2 separate regions of the Mus musculus genome follow, and region 2 is linked to region 1. The links are chromatin contacts, called in public Hi-C maps. All regions are on one chromosome and are shown on one strand. Each heading gives the region's core, a stretch centred on a gene start, on an enhancer-like site or on the middle of the called end of the contact. The rest is flanking DNA. Distances are from core to core; before and after follow the strand shown.

Region 1 (4,064 bases), core at 166-2,665:
TTGCTGCTATGAGACAACTCCTAATAACAGCCACTTAGGTAACCAGTCTGCAATGACAATTATCTATATTGCTTCAATTCTACACGGGACATTTTTCTAAGGACTTCACATGTATTGATATTTAATACAAATTCCTGCACGGTAAGTACTATTATTGTCGTCTCCGTTTTATACATAAAGAAATCAAAAAGAAATGTTAAATAACTCCTCCAAATGACTAAAGTAGTGAGTGTGAAAGGTGGGATTTAAGTTCTCTCAATCTGTTTTGCTTGCGGTGGCAATGATACTCAGCCCTTCAATTGAATCATTGCAGGAACATCTCCTGTTCTCATCTCCTGTCCTCTTCTTCAGCTTGTGAATTCAGTTATGAATCTCCTACTAATTTAATCCCTCCCATCCCCTTCATTAAGACAGAGCCTGACTCCTAACACAGGCTGTCCTGGAATGATAACCCCCCCACCTCTTAATCCCTGTAGCTGACACCACAGGCATGTGCTCTCCTTATTTTCAATCAAAAGGCAACAAATTCTTCCAGAAAAGTACCCAGCCATGAAACGAAGTACACGCTGATATTGCTGAGTCGTGTTCGGGAAACAGACATAGTTCTGTTACTGTGGCAAAATGACAAGTGTCTCAATAAAACTGTCCTAAAAATGTTAAAATTAAAAACGTCAACATCAGACATTTGCCTGCAATGTCATCTTACTACATAAACAACAAAATTTGATTTTTTTTCTGTTTAAAATATTAACCAGACTACTTTAATTTCGCACTAAGTCATTCGGTACCTCACACCCACAAAAGCATGTAGGTACCAGGTTTGACACTAAGCTAATCTCCTCCGAACAGGGCTTGAGTGTGCACCAGTGACTGACTGTTCCATATGGTCCCTAAATCCTTTCTTTTCTCCCCGAAAAGGAAGCTGGTGGTGCCCGGGTGCACACATATTCCTTGGCCGACTAACTTGATCTCAGAATGTGCACATGTGGCAAATAAATCCCTGGAGCTTTCTGTCAGCGAGAGAACTCGAGTTAGGGTACAAGTAGCTACCTTCAAAGGCCAGGTGCCACTCAGGTCCCCACGTCCACAGCCAATGATCTCATCAGAAAGCGACAGCAGAGACACTTCCTACTCCAAACGCGGGTCGCGGCCCCAACGGGTGCAGACTGATGACGCAAGCCGTCCCGCACCCATCTCCGCAGCTCTTCTACCCAAGCGAGGGAGGCCTGCACCCCGCCCCTCTCGGGGCACCGTTAAGATCGTGGCGGTAGCCCAGAGCCTGTCGAGACACCCTGCCGTGACCCATGACCTCTGGTGGCTCGGCTTCTAGAAGTGGCCACAGAGGAGTACCCATGACATCCCGGGGTTTTGACGGTAAGGTCGTCTTGCTCCTCCGGGATAAGGACGAGGGTGGCTGCGTACTTATGTAGCGCCCCCGCGCGGGCACTCGTCACAGCCATAGGAGGCGAGCCGGGGGCGGGGAGAAAGAAGGAAGTGGGGCGAGAGGTGCGGCCTGAGCGCGCGTAAGCGGGTGAGAAATACACTACATTTCCCAAGAGTCTCTGGGGCTGGAAACCGGTGAAATCCCCAAAAAACTGGGGCCGAGGCTGCTGTGAACTCGCTTTCCCAGCGTGCCTAGCTCCCGGTGGCTGCGTGCGCAGAGAGGGCGCGGCGGCGCGGCTCTGGCTGCACCTAACGCGGGACTCTCTTTCCCAGGGTCCCGCCGCGGGAGTCTCAGGCGGGCAGGCGCGCGAGAGACCGCGAGCGAGGCGGCGGACGGGGCGGCTCCGGCGGCTGGGCTCCGCGCTTCTCCTTGCTCCTTGGCTTCTCCTTCAGCCGCTGCGGCTGTTGCCGCGATCCCGGCCGACATGGCGGCGGTGTTGCAGCAAGTGCTGGAGCGCCCGGAACTGAACAAACTGCCGAAGTCGACGCAGAACAAACTTGAGAAGTTCCTGGCCGAGCAGCAGTCCGAGATCGACTGCCTGAAGGGGCGGCACGAGAAATTTAAGGTGGAGAGTGGTAAGTGTGGAGACGCTCTTCGCGCTCCGGTCTGGAGCTGGGGCCCGACCTCCTTTGCACGCCTGCCCTCTTCTCCCTGGTGAGGTGTTCAGGTAGCAGCTTCTCAGGCTCCATGTGCAGCGGAGGCCTTCTCTCTTCTCCCCGCTGTGTGGTTTAGATCGGGGGGCGGGGGGATCCTCCCCGATCTAAATCCACCTTCGTTTACCTCGGTTTCCTTTTACTAAGCGTAGTCTTCTGTGGAAACTCCTCAATGGGCCCACCGACAGAAACTGGAGAATTTGGCCCAGTTTGCACCAGATTTTTAGGACTATGCAATCCTAATCTAATGTTGTTTTGCTGTACTTTAAATGACAGTTAAGCGCCCCCCCCCCAGTTTGTTTGTTTTTAAACTGGATTTATAAGCCTTTACCCATTTCCCCCCTTTAGTGCCTTGTTTTAGTGTGTATAGCACCCTGTGATCTAATAATGCAGTAGATGGTCGCGATGAGGAATTTGTATACAAAAGGACGGTACTAGAAAGAGCAATGAAATGCGATAAATGAATATATGGTGGTTCTCCCAGAGCGTTGAGACTTGATAGGAAATATATAATAAAAATATCTGCTTGTACGTTCTTGTCGTTGCTTTTGTATAAGGAAATTAGAGACATAGCTTAAATATTCTTGGGAGAAAGAAAACAGTTATTTAAAAAACAGAGCCGGGCGGTGGTGGCGGCGCACGCCTTTAATCCTAGCACTTGGGAGGCAGAGGCAGTCGTATTTCTGAGTTCAAGGCCAGCCTGGTCTACAGAGTGAGTTCCAGGACAGCCAGGGCTACACAGAGAAACCCTGTCTCGAAAAAAAAAAGAAAGAAAAAACAGAATTTTTTGTCACATGTTTTGGTTTATCATTAATTGAGGGAATGGGGTCTATAGTATGGTAGATTGATTAGAAATTTCCACCTAATTTAATTTTTTTCTTCAATAAAGTGTAGTTATCAAGCAACGTTGATAAGTAAAAATATCCAGTTATTTTGTGACTCTTAAGAAGTTTGTATAATATACTGTATTCTGTTAATTAATTTACACACAGTCAATACTGAGTAATTTATATGTCCCAATAATGGGATGAAGTAGACAAATGCAGTCCCTTTTTGTGGGAAGTCTGCATGTTTATTTTTACAGAAATTTAGGCATCATTTAAATTATTTTTACATTAACCCCTTTAAAACAATGCACTTTTTAATTAAGTATTTTTATTTATTAGGTAACTTATATTTAAATGTTTAATAATCTCCTGAGATCTGGAGAAAATACAACCTTGCCTGCCTAGATGAAATTAATTTATGAACCCTCTTTTAGTCAATGTTGTCTTTATATGCCAGTTAAGAATAACAGGAAAGTCCTTTTCAGTTTTTAATCTGTTTATTAAGATTAAAATTTCCAATAGTGTATCTTAAGTTTTGCAGTCAGTATTAGAAGAAATAAACAGTGGTATTAATACTGCTTTCAAGGGCACGTGTGCATGATGTTATTCATAGTGTGTGGACTTGTCTTTTGTAGAACAACAATACTTTGAGATAGAGAAGAGGCTCTCACAGAGTCAGGAGAGGCTTGTCACTGAAACCCGGGAGTGTCAGAACTTGAGGCTGGAGCTTGAGAAGCTAAGTAAGTATTTGATTATATCTTTATAACTGTTCTTGGATGCCCAGCTACACCTTTGAAAATCACACTTGCAGGGAGCTGCCCCTCCTGGAAACAGACTTTCCAGGTAGCAAAGCCCTAAGCAGGGATACAAACAAGGTAAGAATCACCTAGCTCTCCTGCCTTCAGGCCTAGAGGCAGACTGATCACACTATGGACTCCAAAATTGTGTTGTTTACTGGAAAAACCTGTTTTTAGTTCTAGTGTGGCTCAGCCATGGCACGCACTTTTAATGTGGGAAACTTTCTGCATGAGTATTGTAAACAGGCAGAGCAAGCAACCAGCTGACAGGAAGTAAATTATAAGTAAAGTAGGATTATTAAGAAAAAAAAGAAACAGCCAGGCAGTAGTGGCACACGCCTTT
Region 2 (4,600 bases), core at 1,685-4,184, 3.5 Mb after region 1:
CTGGACTGAAAGTTCATGGGTTCAATCGCTTGCCGCCTTTACGGGGGGTGGGGGGGGGCAGAAAATGGAGGCGGTGGCAATTTAGGGGAGAATAAAGGACAGACATAGCAAAGTCAAAGTGGAGGAACAGGCTGTTCTTTTAATTTCTCTAAGAGTACAGGTGGCTTTTCAGAGGGCAAGCCAGTTAAGGAGGGACTCTTCTTCCATGGTACACTCAAAGCTCCCTAGTCCAGTCCTTGAACTTGTCTGGGTCCTACTTCGGCTGGTTTAAACACATGTGGGGCCGACCAAGGGGGCAAAGCTGCCTGTTTACCCCTGAAAGTCAGTGGTCACATGAGATGTTCCTGGTCACATGAAAGGATCAAAGCAAATCCGCTTCTATTCTTGGAAACAGAGCAAATGTTCTCTTGATGCTGCCGCTGATGGTACTGTGGGGTCAATACGTGTTTATTGAACAGTCTGGACACTATTCGAGGGCTACGGGAGAATAAGCAGCCAAGGAGGTTAACATGTCTAGGAAGGGAAGCGGGCACTCACATGGCAGAAACACAAGAAACCCATGGAAAACAGCACATGTGCTCTGGAATATTGCCCTTTCTATCGTGTTCACTGCTCCCATTGTGGAGCCTGGTGAGGAGTGCTGAAGGCTGCCCTGGCTGATGACCGGCAGCTGCCATCTGGAATTCACTATCTCCTAACATAAGAACAACATCTCTCCCTTCTGACAACCCCTTTTCTAACCACCTAAGCTGAAGAGTTAAAAGAAGAAATGGGAAGACAGCCGAGCCCATTGTTGCTGAGTCTACACCTTACTTCCTTAAGTAATGGCGCAGCTCACTACGGAGGCAGAAAGCTGCATCACCCGAGTGGGCAGGGGGTGGGGGGTGGGGGGGGGTGCAGTGCCAGTGCCACAGTGCCGTTGGTGGGTCCTCTCTTCAAAAGAATGAGGGTCCCGGAGTTCATCTCCAGCAACCATGTAAGAAGTCATCTGCAATGCAGGTAACTTCTTCAAGCTGTGCAGAGGCAGATCCAGAAAGATCCCTGGGAGTCACCGGGCAACCAAGTTAGTTAAGTTGCAGTTACAAGTTCAATGTCAGACCCTGTCTCAAAAAAAAAAAAAAAAAGTAGAGGGTGATAGAAGACACCTAAAGTCATCCTCTGACCTCTACACATATGGATGCAGTGTATAACACACACGTGCATGTGTGCATACATGCATGCACACACAGAGTAATCATGGAAAGAAACGACTCAGTCTCTTCAGATTATATTGACCTATGAGATGACATCGTCTTCCTAACACTCCTCATGTTCCAGGTCCCACTGTCATCCCCGCTACAAATGCTAAGACAGAGCTTGTGTGGCTACTAATTTGGCTACTACTCAGAATGAACTTGGGTTTGCCCGACGTGAAGCCCCGCTGTTGAACAACCTCATGGTAAAACGCTTCACACAGTACTGACTAGGACACAGAATTTGCAAGGTGCCTTTCTGGTCCAAAGCCTATTCAAATCCCCACCTGTGGGGCATGCTGCTTCTGTGAGCCACTGTGTCAGACACACTCAGGGGAAATTGACAGAGGTTGACCTAACAGGCCGAGCTATGTGTGTGGGGTCACAGGCAACCTTTCTTTTTCATATTTGTGGTGCATACACAGAAGCAGAAGCACAAACTTCATCCCTTCCTCTTCCAAAGGCACTGAGAGCGTGGGTTTCTGGCATCTAGAGAGAAAACTTCATCTCGAATGCCAGAAGTCCTGAAAGATAAAGCCCAGCCATGAGGTGGATTTCATGTACTAGAAAGAGACTGCTCAGAGCATAGCATTAATAACAATATATGGGCCACGTCTATTTTTTTACAGGTAAATTCTGTGCACATTTTCAGCTTGTCTCACTACAGTATTCACACACTATCTCAGCCATCACTGCAGGGTTAAGAAAGGAAAGAGAAAACTCTCATTCCCTCTCCCCCAACACACACACACAGTTAAAAACAACTTGGGAAGCAAAGCCAGGGGTTCCCCCCACCCCTCTTGCTTTTTTGTTTGTTTTCTCTGTGAAACCCTGGTTGTCCTGGAATTCCCTCTGTAGAGAAGACTGGCCTCGAACTCAGGAGACCCACCCGCCTCTGCCTCCTGAGTGCTAGGATTAAAGGCGTGTGCCACCCCCGCTTTCCCTCCTGAGTGCTAGGATTAAAGGCATGTTGCCACCCTGCTTTCCCGGTCAACTGCTCTGAAAGTCCTTCCATCTGCTTTATTTTGCAGATCCAAGGAAAGGCTGAGAGACGGGAACACACACACACAAGGCAACATCAAATAGACTATGGACGTCCAGAATCCTCTTTATAGAAACATCACACTTGTGTTTAAACCGTGAAATCACAGTCTGACCACTTCCCCCAAATCCACTCAGGAAACCAGGAAGATAGGGTCCTCCAGGTTCTGGGAATCGTGTTTCTCTCTCTCTCTCCCCGCGCCTGATCAGGGCTCCCTGCCTCTCCCCAGCCCAACCCGTCCCCAGGCTCGCTCAACAAACAAAGGGTAAAATTCTCTTCTGGGGTTCTGGATTTTCAGTGACAGATCTCCTCGAAAACCTCTGTACCGTTAAGGAAGCAAAGAGCCGAGGCCAAATGACTCTGAGGAAGCCTCAGCCTGGGTCCGAGGGTCCAGAGGTCGCTTAAGAACGCAAGCTGCAAATGCATCCTGCACCTTCGGCCCTGGCCCTCCTCCAGCCGCCGCTGCCTCCCCTCCCCCACTCCCCTTTCTCTTTCTTTCTTCTGGGTCTCGCTCGCCCCACCCTGAGGCTCCCGCACAGTTCCTCGGCCAATGGCCTCAGGGCCCCGGCGCGCAGCAGCTGATGGGCGCGGGTTTCCTGGCCTAGGTCAGCCAATCAAGGCGACTGGGGGCGGGCACAAGCTGTCAATAAAAAGTACCGAGCAGCCAGCGACCCTGCAGAGCGGAGAATGGGAGTAGAGCAGAGTGTCTGAACAGCACGCTCACCCATCTCCTCTCCGCCTCGCTCTCCTGACCTGTTCACCCATCCATCATCCGGCCGGCCACCGCTCTGGTAAGCGCACGGAGGGTCCAGGAATGTACGGCCGCCCGGGCTGTGGGGTCGCACTCTACTTCCCAGCTCCAGTCAGCTGCTGTACGGAGCGGGATGCAGCGCTCGTGCCTCCCGCGTGTTTGCAGCGTGCGGCCCGGGCCGGCTCTGCTTGGTGTTCCTAGGACGCGCTGTGAGCCAAGCTCCGGGAAGGGCGGGGTTGCGGGTTGTTTTGATCTGTTCTATACTTGCGGCCGGAGGCGCCGCCCCGGGAGGCAGGCGCCGTTGGCTGGGGTTCACGCTGAGATGGGGGCTTTCCGGTGGTCCCAGCGGGAGAGGGTTCTTGCCTTAGGTGGGCGCAGGCGCCTTGATCCTCTCTTCCTGGCGGCGCATTTGGGGGGCGTCGTCACGCTGTGGGTGGTCTGGTTGAGGATGGTGGTCCTAAGCGTTGATGGCACCACTCCCCAGCTCCCAACGCCGTGTCCTAGGCCTTTACCATATGACCGAACAATGGAGAGCCGGAGCCCCGGAGTGGCCGGCGGGCTCCGCAGTGGAGAGGCCGCGCCAAGCGGAGGCAGCAGCGGCGCGCTGTGCCTCCCGCGGTCGCCCCACTCTCGCCACCCGGCCTCTACCCTCGCCGGGGTATGGCCCCCTGGGAGAGGCCTTGAGATCTACGCGGGCCCGAGGGTCGCGGCACCGACTTTCCGGACATTTTAGTGGGAAGGCTGCTTTCAAAGTGGATTGCCCCAACTCCTCCGGGGGCGGGAAGCGGGGATCCTCCCCCAGCCGCAAATACTCAAAGAAACCAACCATTGAAGACGTAGAAGATGGAGATTCTCGGTCCTCAGAGTCCCCTTCTAATACTTTAGGCTTCGTTGCCTACTCTGTGAACTCCGGGGAGAAGTCGAGGGTTAAGATTAAATCGCACCCGTCTTATTCCAGCACCTCCCCCTCCGAACGGTCTGGGTCCCCCACTCCATCGCCCTCGCCCAAAAAGCTCCGTTGCTTAGACCAGCGAGAAATCGAGAACGAGGAGAGGCATGAACACTGCTCTAAAAAGAGGAGGTCTAGAGAGTACAACCCCAGTGCATTTGATTCTCATTGGCTGGGGTGAGTAAAAGTCAGGGCGAAGGACCCCGGGTGCATCTGGCAACCCGCAGAAACTACTCAGAATTTTAAGAACCCATTCCACTTTGCACTACAGGGACACCAGTTGGTGCTATCTATGTACACTAGGCTGCTGGCACCCAGCTGGTCTCAGGGAACCAGGGCCAGAGGAGGAACTCAGGTTCCCCTAACAGTTCATTAATGCTGGATGTGTGTGTGTGGGGGGCGGGGGGCACGGCAGAGGAGGAAAGCTGATGAGTGGTGTAAATTGAAGCCATCTAGAATTACAATCCGGGCCTCTAAGTGGTGTAGGCAGAGGCTTTGGTTCTGCATCGGACTTGACAGCAGAGGCTCATCTGTTCCCCGGGGGAAGGGTGAGGCTTTTGGAGGGAGAGGCAGTTGTTTTCACTTGGGCAAACATGGACGGTTGCCCATAGAAACTTTGCCACTGT

The links. A called contact is a pair of places that touch in the nucleus more often than the background predicts.
Region 2: a Hi-C map of CD8 T cells shows a contact between it and region 1, with 4 times the contacts expected there. The contact joins the promoter of Glul here to the promoter of Odr4 in region 1. A contact is called at or near these places in 3 of 484 Hi-C or Micro-C datasets (CD4 T cells and CD8 T cells).

What each region holds. Positions count from the first base shown.
Region 1 is chr1:150,391,640-150,395,703 of GRCm38.p6, forward strand. It overlaps Odr4 (odr4 GPCR localization factor homolog), which reads right to left and starts at 1,416. Exons shown (of 14, transcript NM_145511.2): 1 at 1,051-1,416. It overlaps Tpr (translocated promoter region, nuclear basket protein), which reads left to right and starts at 1,199. Exons shown (of 52, transcript NM_133780.3): 1 at 1,199-1,374; 2 at 1,717-2,019; 3 at 3,560-3,664. The coding sequence starts at 1,305.
Region 2 is chr1:153,896,995-153,901,594 of GRCm38.p6, forward strand. It overlaps Glul (glutamate-ammonia ligase (glutamine synthetase)), which reads left to right and starts at 2,935. Exons shown (of 7, transcript NM_008131.4): 1 at 2,935-3,065. Gm38440 (a long non-coding RNA gene) reads right to left here and starts at 2,782. Exons shown (of 2, transcript XR_387481.3): 1 at 2,601-2,782; 2 at 1-1,756. Mir8114 (microRNA 8114) reads left to right here and starts at 2,932; the gene lies at 2,932-3,042.